3 separate regions of the Mus musculus genome follow, and regions 1 and 3 are each linked to region 2. The links are chromatin contacts, called in public Micro-C maps. All regions are on one chromosome and are shown on one strand. Each heading gives the region's core, a stretch centred on a gene start, on an enhancer-like site or on the middle of the called end of the contact. The rest is flanking DNA. Distances are from core to core; before and after follow the strand shown.

Region 1 (3,035 bases), core at 514-3,013, 1.4 Mb after region 2:
GGGAACCTGACAAGTGAATGGCTCTGATGACGCCCCGGAAAGAGCCCACGGCCGGGGGCGGACGCCTGCGGAGGGTGGGGCGGGTTCCGGGGCGCCCCTCGATCGGCTCGCCGCCGGGAAAAGGCACCGAGCTGCCATCGACCCGGAGCTCGCGGGCAACGATGCTCGTAAACAAGCCGGGCCGCGCGCCTGCCACCCACAGCGGGCACCGCCCTGCGCCGCGCGCCCACCCCGGCTGCTGGGGTCCGACCGCCGCCCCGCACCAGATCCGACCTCCCGCCCCCGTTCCCCCTCCGCGGCGGAAGCCTGGGGCCAGTTAGTGGGACGCGAGGCGGGAGCACAAACCCCGCACCCGCCTTCTCCACGGCGGGCTTCCCGCCTTGGGTGGCATCGCCCCCGCCCGCATCCACAACGAGCCCCTGATTAATGAGCCCGGCCCGGCCCCCGCCGAGCCCCGGCCCGGCCTCGGAGAGGGGGAGGGAGGGGACGGCGGGAAACGCAGCCCGGTGTCGGTCCGCCTCCCCCCCCCCCCCGTGCCTCACGCTCATTGGTCCGTCTCGCTGTCCGTCGGGGAACGCGGCGCCAATGCAGGGCTGCGGGGCGGGGCGTCCGCGCGAGTGTGCCTGCGTAACGCAGAGTCACGTGTTGTTTTGCTCTTAGTTCAGTCACTCGGTGCGCGATGTGTTACTCACTGTGCGGCGGGGACCGCGACAAGCCCGGGTCGTCGTTGGTGGCAGCAGCAGCAGCGGCAGCAACGGCAGCAGCGGCCCCAGTGGCAGTGTGGGCCCCGAGTGTCCGGACGCAGACCGTCGTCGCGCAGTGCAGAACGGTGGCAGCAGACGGGCCGCGCGCGTTCTAAGCTCGGCCCCGCGACTCGGGGACCCCGACTCTCGACCCAGCCAGCCAGTCCCCGGGCGCCGCCCGAGAGCCCGGGAAGCAGCGGCAGCGGACAGTCGAAGCGGGGGGGTGGCCATCGCCCGCACCGAGCATCCTTCGGAGCGGCGGAGGGCCCTGCGCCACCGAGCCGCGCGCGCCTCCTAGCCCACCGCCTGGGCCCGGGGGACGCGCGCGCGTGGCCGGGCGGCCGGGCGACGGGTGGCGGGGAGCCGCCCCCGCCCGCGCCCCTCGGCCCTCGCCATCCCCTGTTCGCCCAGCCGGGCAGAGAGACCTGAAGCGGCGGCGATGGCTAGCGCGCCCCTGCCTGGGCCCCCCGCGTCGGCGGGCGGGGACGGCCCGAACCTCAATAACAACAACAACAACAACAACCACAGCGTGCGCAAGTGCGGCTACCTGCGCAAGCAGAAGCACGGCCACAAGCGCTTTTTCGTGTTGCGCGGCCCCGGCACGGGCGGCGACGAGGCATCCGCGGCTGGGGGGTCGCCGCCGCAGCCTCCGCGGCTGGAGTACTACGAGAGCGAGAAGAAGTGGAGGAGCAAGGCGGGCGCGCCGAAGCGAGTGATCGCGCTCGACTGCTGTCTGAACATCAACAAGCGCGCGGACGCCAAGCACAAGTACCTGATCGCCCTCTACACCAAGGACGAGTACTTCGCTGTAGCGGCGGAGAACGAGCAGGAGCAGGAGGGCTGGTACCGCGCACTCACCGACTTGGTCAGCGAAGGCCGCTCTGGCGAGGGGGGCTCGGGCACCACCGGAGGCTCTTGCAGCGCCTCTCTCCCGGGCGTCCTGGGCGGCTCAGCGGGCGCCGCTGGCTGCGATGACAACTACGGGCTCGTGACACCCGCCACGGCCGTCTACCGCGAGGTGTGGCAGGTGAACCTGAAACCTAAGGGACTGGGCCAGAGCAAGAACCTGACTGGTGTATACCGCCTATGCCTGTCTGCGCGCACCATCGGCTTCGTGAAGCTCAATTGCGAACAGCCGTCGGTGACGCTGCAGCTTATGAACATTCGCCGCTGCGGCCACTCGGACAGCTTCTTCTTCATCGAGGTGGGCCGTTCGGCCGTCACCGGTCCCGGGGAGCTGTGGATGCAAGCCGACGACTCGGTGGTGGCGCAGAACATCCATGAGACCATCCTAGAAGCTATGAAGGCACTCAAAGAGCTCTTCGAGTTCCGGCCTCGCAGCAAGAGTCAGTCGTCCGGGTCGTCAGCCACGCATCCCATCAGCGTGCCGGGCGCGCGCCGCCACCACCACCTAGTCAACCTACCCCCTAGCCAGACCGGCCTGGTGCGCCGCTCGCGCACTGACAGCCTGGCGGCCACCCCCCCAGCAGCCAAGTGCACTTCGTGCCGGGTTCGTACGGCCAGCGAGGGCGACGGCGGCGCGGCAGGCGGGGCCGGGACGGCAGGAGGCAGGCCGATGTCGGTGGCAGGGAGCCCCCTGAGTCCCGGGCCGGTGCGCGCGCCCCTTAGCCGCTCGCACACCCTGAGCGCCGGCTGCGGAGGCCGCCCGAGCAAAGTGACTCTGGCGCCGGCAGGGGGAGCCCTGCAACACAGCCGCTCCATGTCCATGCCCGTGGCGCACTCACCTCCTGCAGCCACCAGCCCAGGCAGCCTGTCCTCCAGCAGTGGGCACGGCTCGGGCTCCTACCCGCTGCCACCTGGCTCCCACCCGCACCTGCCTCATCCACTGCATCACCCCCAAGGCCAGCGTCCGTCCAGCGGTAGTGCCTCCGCCTCGGGCTCCCCCAGCGACCCGGGTTTCATGTCCCTTGACGAGTATGGCTCCAGCCCTGGCGACCTGAGAGCCTTCAGTAGCCACAGGAGCAACACACCCGAGTCAATAGCGGAGACCCCGCCAGCCAGAGATGGCAGTGGGGGCGAACTCTATGGGTACATGAGCATGGATAGACCCCTGAGCCACTGTGGCCGCCCTTACCGTAGGGTCTCAGGGGATGGGGCCCAGGACCTGGATAGAGGACTGAGGAAGAGGACTTATTCCCTAACCACGCCTGCCAGGCAGCGGCAGGTACCTCAGCCTTCCTCTGCCTCTCTAGATGAATACACTCTCATGAGGGCCACCTTCTCTGGTAGTTCAGGTCGCCTCTGCCCATCCTTCCCTGCGTCCTCTCCCAA
Region 2 (3,348 bases), core at 504-3,003:
GCCGCGGCTGCCGCTGCCGCCACCGCCGAGTTCTGGTGCGCGCCGCCCGCAGCGGCGGCGGCGGCGGCCGCGGCGCCGTAAGGGATGCCGCCGTAGCCCGAAGGCGACGCGCTCATGTAGCCCTGAGAGTTGGAGATGGGGCTGTACTGCAGCGCGCCCATGTCGTAGCGGTGCATGGGCTGCGGGTTGTGAGGATGCGCGTGCGGATGGTGCGGGTGCGGGTGCGCCGGGTGTGCGTGCGGGTGCGCGCCGCCCGCGCCTGGGTGCTGCCCGTAGGCCAGCTGTGCCTCCTGCATCATGGCCGCGGCCGCAGCCGCCGCGGCCACCGAGCCGGGGTAGGCGCCGTTAGCCCAGCCGTTGACATGCGCGTAGCCTCCTCCCGCCGCGCCGCCTGGGCTCTCCAAGCGCTGGCCCACCGCCGCCGCCCCGACGCCCACGCCCACACCCATGGCCACGGCCGCGCCGCCGCCACCCGCGCCGGCCGCTAGCAGCCCGCCGGCCAGCGAGTACTTGTCCTTCTTGAGCAGCGTCTTGGTCTTGCGGCGCGGCCGGTACTTGTAATCCGGGTGTTCCTTCATGTGCAGCGCGCGCAGTCTCTTGGCCTCGTCGATGAACGGCCGCTTCTCGGCCTCGGACATGACCTTCCACTCGGCCCCGAGGCGCTTGCTGATCTCCGAGTTGTGCATCTTGGGGTTTTCCTGGGCCATCTTGCGCCGCTGTCCGCGGGACCACACCATGAAGGCGTTCATGGGCCGCTTGACCCGATCCTGGTTGGCCTTGGTGCCCCCGCCGCCGCCGCCGCCCCCGCCCCCACCGCCGCCCCCGCCCGCCCCGGCCGGGCCCGAGAGGTTCGTGGGCGCCTGGGCGCCGCCGGGCGAGTGCAGGTCGGTCTCCATCATCATGCTGTACATCTGGGCGGCTAGCGGGTTCACCGGTACCGCAAAGAGAGGGCCTGGAGCATAGACGGCCGGGTGGGGGTGGGTGGGTGGAGAGAGGATCAGCCCAGAGAGACTGGGGGGGGGGGTGTGTGTGCGGTGGGTGCCTAGCGGAGAGAAGGGGGTTGGGTGGAGGCCACAACAACAACAACAACAAAAAAGAGGCAAAAGCACACGCACTTAGCGCGGGTCCAGCTCGCAGGTGGAAAGTTTCTCCCGGTGCACAAACCACTTGCCAAAGAGGCCGATGGCCAGGTTGATTGCTGCCGTCCGGTCACTCAGGGCTGAACTGTGCAAACAGGTGCAGTCGTGGCCAAGTTGAGGCTCCACTTTCTGGGTCTGAAGCGGTGCCCCTGGGCCCGACGCAGGGTTCGCTGCCTCCTCTTGTCGGCTCGAAGTCTCCGTTCCTGTGCTGGCTTCCTTGGCGGCTTCCAACTCTGGGACCGCAACTTCTAGCAAGGCGGTGCGCCGCGTGCGCTGGGCATGTGCTGGTCCCAGGTGCCTGGGGGGAGCCAGGCGCTGAGGGGGACTCGGAGGGGGGTTCGGAGGGGGCGATCGCGGTGCAGCCAGGGAGGGGGTTAGGGACAGCAGTGGGAGTGCCAACGCGAGCAGAGAGCCAGAGAGCTGTGCCGCTGTGCCCAGGACAAGCTGTCCGCTGCCTGCCCGAGGCCGTGCGCTCGGAGCGGAGGCGCACGCGGGGCCGGTGGCGCGGGGGGCCCAGCAGCCATACGCCGGGCCCGGGCTGCCATTAAATGAGCGCGCCGCGGCCAATGGGAACCGGCGGCGGCGGTGATTTGCATGGCGCGCTGGCGAGTGACGTGGGGAGGGAGTAGATACACTGGGCGCGGGCGGCGGAGCAAGGAGGTGGAGGAGGAGAGAGGGGGGGAACAAGGGCAGGAAGGAGGGGGAAAAGGGGGCGCGGGGGGGCGGGGTCACAGCCACACTGCTTCCTGAGCGCGCGCGCGCGGCGGCGACGGCGGCGGCGGCGGCGGCGAACCCAGAGCTCGCCCCCTTTGCCTCTCCCCGCCCGCGCGCTCCGAATGATTAACGATTGGGTTGAAAACCCAGAGGAAGAAAGAATCGCTGTCGGGGGAGGCGGGGGGAATACAGCCCTGGGTCGTGTTTAAATGCGCTCATTGGAGACCCAGCTCCTCCCCTGTCCCCAGCCAGCCAACTCTGTGCCCGCTGGGAAGGGGAAAGTTGGAGATAGAGGCCTCACTTTGCACTCAGCTCAGCCGGGAGTGCAGAATAACAGCGGTGCGGGGGAGATCCTCCCGGGGGGGGGGGGCTTAGGCCCAAAGTACCTCTGCTGGGTTTCAGGCCAAGCGGGGCGGCTCAGTCTCTCCCACCCCTGGCGCTCGGTGCATTCTCAGAGCCTGCAAAGGCCTTTACAGATTCGGGATCTATAATTCGGGTCTCCGTGGCAAGAGGTGCAGCGGTTTTTGTGTGGTGCTACGCTCCTAGCTCCCTAATCTACCCCGAACTTTCTTGGGGGAGGGGGTGTCTTTTAATGGAGCGGAGTGTTATAGTCAGGTGCCAATTTACTCTATATCCTCTTGAATTTCTGCGAAGGTCAAAACCAAGATCTAGCTGGAATCTTGTTACTCCGACAGTAAAAAGAAGTTTGTGGAAACAGCAAAAGAATACCTACCTAGCCTATGCTTTTCTGAAGCGATTCTCCCAGAAGCTGTTTGCCAAAGGATTTTGAAAATCGTGTGAACTCGGGTTTGCGAGGGTGGGGGTGGGGTGCGGGCGCTGAAACGGAATTGGAAGGTCCAGTGACAGGGCCGCCTTTTTGTATGTTGTTGTTTTTGTTTCTTCGTATGTTGTGAAAAAGAAAGGGCAGTTCTGGGGATGATCAAGACATACACAAATGGCCGTAATCCATGAATCTCAGAACAAATATGATTCCGGGATGTATAAGAGATTTCCAACCCCACCCCAGGCTACTTGGGATCAGACCATCATGTCCAAAAAAAAAAAGGGGGGGGGAGTTATTGTAAAGGCTTCTTCCAGAAAGACCTTTAGAGTCTACAAGTTCTTCAGATATCCTGGGGCGGGGTACAGAGGGGAGAGGATAGAGTTTCTACTTCTAAGATCTAGGTGCTTCGGGAGGTTGCTGGTGGGTAAAGCAAGCCTGGTCAGATGCCTGCAGACCGCCTCGCGTGTAATCCAGAGGCTCTTCTGATGACAGATAACCCGGATAATAGCAAGAATACAGGTGTTCCAATATGTTGGACGGTGAACATATGACAGCCCCCCCCCCCACTAACAAAAACATCTGAGGCTGTGAATTTCCTGACGCCGTTGCTCCCTTGCTATGATTATTACAGTGGTTTATTTTATTTTATTATTATTTTTTTTTATCTCAGGTTGTTACAGCACAGTACAGCCCTCAGCCCGATTGAGCTTT
Region 3 (3,170 bases), core at 382-2,881, 1.7 Mb before region 2:
GGTCAGATCTCAAGGTTGTAGGCTGATGTACCCACCTGGCCACTAACAGCAATCCCAAGGCTCCGAGTCCAGACAGCTCCCTCCCGCCTCCAAGTATTAGACGCCAGGAAAAACTGGTACGCTTTAATCTCCAGCCCTGAAACGCCCACAGCTCGGACTGGCAGAGTTCATCAAGAGCGAGGGCGAATTCGCTGCCCGTTACTTTATACTCTTCATCGATACAAGCCGGCTAAGGCTGATCAGTCAGTCACGCATTTGGATTTCGACCCGGGCCGGAATCCACATCCATTTGAAAAGAAGGAAGCGACATGCGGGCGGCTGGCACCACATTCCCGAAGTGTTTTGAGTTTCGGGTGAGAAACGGCTAAGCAGCCGCGGCGCTCCCGGTTCCCTTTCACCTGCGACACTCTACGCCCGCCTAGGCACTGCCTGCTGCCCTTCCCCATCTCTTCTAACTCGGTATACAGCCCCGGCCCCTGCCTCGGGTCCCAGCGAGCATCTCCCGCCACCCAGCCGCTCCAGGAGGATGGGAGAGAAATCCCCTGCCCCGCCCGGCCCCACCTGGCCAGCGTCAAGCAGAGGAGCCGGTGCCTGCCGCCCCCCAGCCCTTCGCCGCGCAGGGCTGTAATAATTACATCCTCATTATTTCTTCTGCGATCGTTAGGGAAAGAGCCCGAGAACAGCAACAGCAGCTGCCGGGGGAGGCTTAGTTACAAAACCCTGCGCTGGGTAGCGCTTCGCTTAGCAACCACCCCTAAAAAAGCCCCCGTGCTCCCGGCTCGCACTTGGAGAGCCCAGCAGCGGCCACCCCCTCCCAAGCCCGAGGCCCAGGCCCTGCCGGGCGCGAAGGCTGTTGCAAAGGGCACAAGTGGCCCCTCCCCGCCTCCGCGACCCCAGTGCCCGTACCACCAGCTCCAAGCACCTTTCATTCATTCCCAGTCTAGGTCCGGGTGTCCACCCGGGCTTGGGGGAGGGGAAACCCAGGTCGCACCCCACTGCCCCACCAGAGTCCCTCTCTGGCCGGGGCCCCGGGCTGCACCCCCTTACCCGGCCTCGCGGAGCGGGGAATTTCACACCTCCGCCTCGCTCCTGCACCCAGGGAGCCCGTGTGCCAGCAATCCTGCCGCGGGGCGCTGCAGCCCGGAAGGACCCCAGCGGCGGACCCCGGAGCACCAGCCGTCCCTGGGGTTATTCTCACGCTCCCGGATCGGGTCCCCGGGAGCCTCTTATCCCCAACGCAGCCACTCAGGCAGGGCCCTCGCCGGTCCGGCTCGCAGCACCGCCCCCTCCCTGCCCCGACGGCACTCGCCACTTAGCGCCCAGGTCCCCGCATCCCGGTCCCCGCGGCCCCGCGCGTCTCGCACCTTCCTCAGAGCAGACATCCTTGGGCTTTCCTAGTTCAGTGGGTGCAGAGCGACATGGCAAGGTGGCCACCCCTCAGGCCAGGCGGTGCGCACAGCACTGCCGCCAGCTCCCAAGCTCGAGAATCCTTGGGTCCGTGCGTCGATCCGCAGTCTGTCTGTCCCCCGCTGCCGCTACCGCTTATCGCCTCCACCACCGCCACCGCCAGCGCCACCACCGCCGCCGCGCGCTCCGACCCCGTTCGAGCCCGGCGCACGGTCGGTCCTCACGGCCGGCGCCTGCGCACTCGGCGCCCGGGGAGGCACCGGCGCACTGGGGGGCGGCCGGTGCGTGGCTCCATCTGAGGAAGGGCCCAGCGCCACGCGCCTAGGGGGAGCGCTCAGGCCGCGGTGCCGCTGCCAATGGCAAGCCTGGCCCAGAGGTCGCATGGCGCTCACGGCCCGGGAGCCCGCGCACAGCGGATCCCAACTGTTGCGCGCAGAGCGTTGGGTCACTCCAGGACAGTGATGGTTCCCGGAGGGGGAGCGGAGAGGTCCCACACCGCGTGTGCTCCGTGTGTTTGTAGGTCAGCGTGGGAACCCACAAGCAAGCCAATGCGCCTGGGAAGGGCCAGCTCAATGTGAACCGAGATGTGGGATCTGCAGACGCATCGGCACCCTGAACTCTGCACGGTGAAAGCCTATTGGGCTCCCAGGTCATAGAGAGGGAGCGATGGAAGATAGGAGCTCTCAGCACTGGCCACTAAGAGAGCACAGTGCTGCTCTGGGTGCTGTGAAATAAGACCACTGTTTCCACCTGTTACCTCCCAGCTCTGGTAAACTGCTGCTTCTGGGCTCACAGGAATCCCCAGCACCTTGAACAGCAATCTTTAGTCATAAACCTGGTCCAGATAGAGGGCTGAGATGGTGTCGGCCCTTGTTTGCTGCTGCACTCGGAAGCAAAGAAAAAAAACTATCTTTTTTTTTTTCCTCAGCGAAATCAGAAACACAACAAAAAACAGTCTGGCAAATTCAGCAAAATTAGCCATATTTTGATGAAACCTAATTAGATTCGTGGGGATACCCTTTTTAGATCCACTGAACAGTCAAGAAAAGTTTCTGTGGCCTAGAGTAAAAGGTGCTGACAACTAAAGACATAGTTTGGCACCGGGCTCTGGGGATACTCACTACACCTGCTTAACCTTGGGCCGGTCTCTAGGCTCCGTGTAAATATAATAGGGGGCTTTCGTCTCCGTTGTCAAGAAGTTTAAATGTGACCAAAACTTAATCAATAAGGTGACTATTTACAGAAAGGTGAATGGGTGTCGAATAGAGGAGAGACAGGTGAACAGCCCTGTATTTCCCTAAATCCCAAGATCTTTTCCATAAAAACAGCCTCCATAAGATGTTTTTTCCTATGATCAATCAACTGCAGTGCACTTTCAGAGCAAAATACTAAGGTGTGTGAAAGATACACAAATGGATCAAAGGTATCTGATGTGACTTTTTTCTAGTGTTTGTAGCACACTCCATTTGGATTCCACTATCGAAAGAGAGAGAGAGAGAGAGAGAGAGAGAGAGAGAGAGAGAGAGAGAGAGGAAGGAAGGAAGGAAGGAAGGAAGGAAGGAAGGAAGGAAGGAAGGAAGGAAGGTGGGTTTCCAGACCTCGAATAAAAAATCTAGACTGCACATCAAGTTGAAGATTCTAATATCCACTTTTCTCCTCCTCTCCACGGTGCCCCCATCTTCCGGTCTTCCATCTCAGGCAAACGAAAGGAGCACAGTGGTGCTTGCTGTGAGCTCTTTTGGGTCGTGGACTTGTACCAAAAC

The links. A called contact is a pair of places that touch in the nucleus more often than the background predicts.
Region 1: a Micro-C map of embryonic stem cells shows a contact between it and region 2, with 5 times the contacts expected there. The contact joins the promoter of 9530052E02Rik here to the promoter of Sox1 in region 2. A contact is called at or near these places in 3 of 484 Hi-C or Micro-C datasets (all in embryonic stem cells) and 1 of 115 datasets of contacts at active chromatin or transcription factors (embryonic stem cells).
Region 3: a contact with region 2 is called in a Micro-C map of embryonic stem cells, with 5 times the contacts expected there. The contact joins the promoter of Dlgap2 here to the promoter of Sox1 in region 2. A contact is called at or near these places in 2 of 484 Hi-C or Micro-C datasets (both in embryonic stem cells) and 1 of 9 other capture datasets (embryonic stem cells).

Annotation. Positions count from the first base shown.
Region 1 is chr8:11,006,578-11,009,612 of GRCm38.p6, reverse strand. It overlaps 9530052E02Rik (RIKEN cDNA 9530052E02 gene), which reads right to left and starts at 1,763. Exons shown (of 5, transcript NR_046017.1): 1 at 1,602-1,763. Irs2 (insulin receptor substrate 2) reads left to right here and starts at 684. Exons shown (of 2, transcript NM_001081212.2): 1 at 684-3,035. The coding sequence starts at 1,183.
Region 2 is chr8:12,393,924-12,397,271 of GRCm38.p6, reverse strand. Sox1 (SRY (sex determining region Y)-box 1) reads right to left here and starts at 1,753. Exons shown (of 1, transcript NM_009233.3): 1 at 1-1,753. The coding sequence starts at 911. All of the region lies in intron 1 of Sox1ot (Sox1 overlapping transcript), which reads right to left.
Region 3 is chr8:14,094,336-14,097,505 of GRCm38.p6, reverse strand. It overlaps Dlgap2 (DLG associated protein 2), which reads right to left and starts at 1,631. Exons shown (of 16, transcript NM_172910.3): 1 at 1,365-1,631.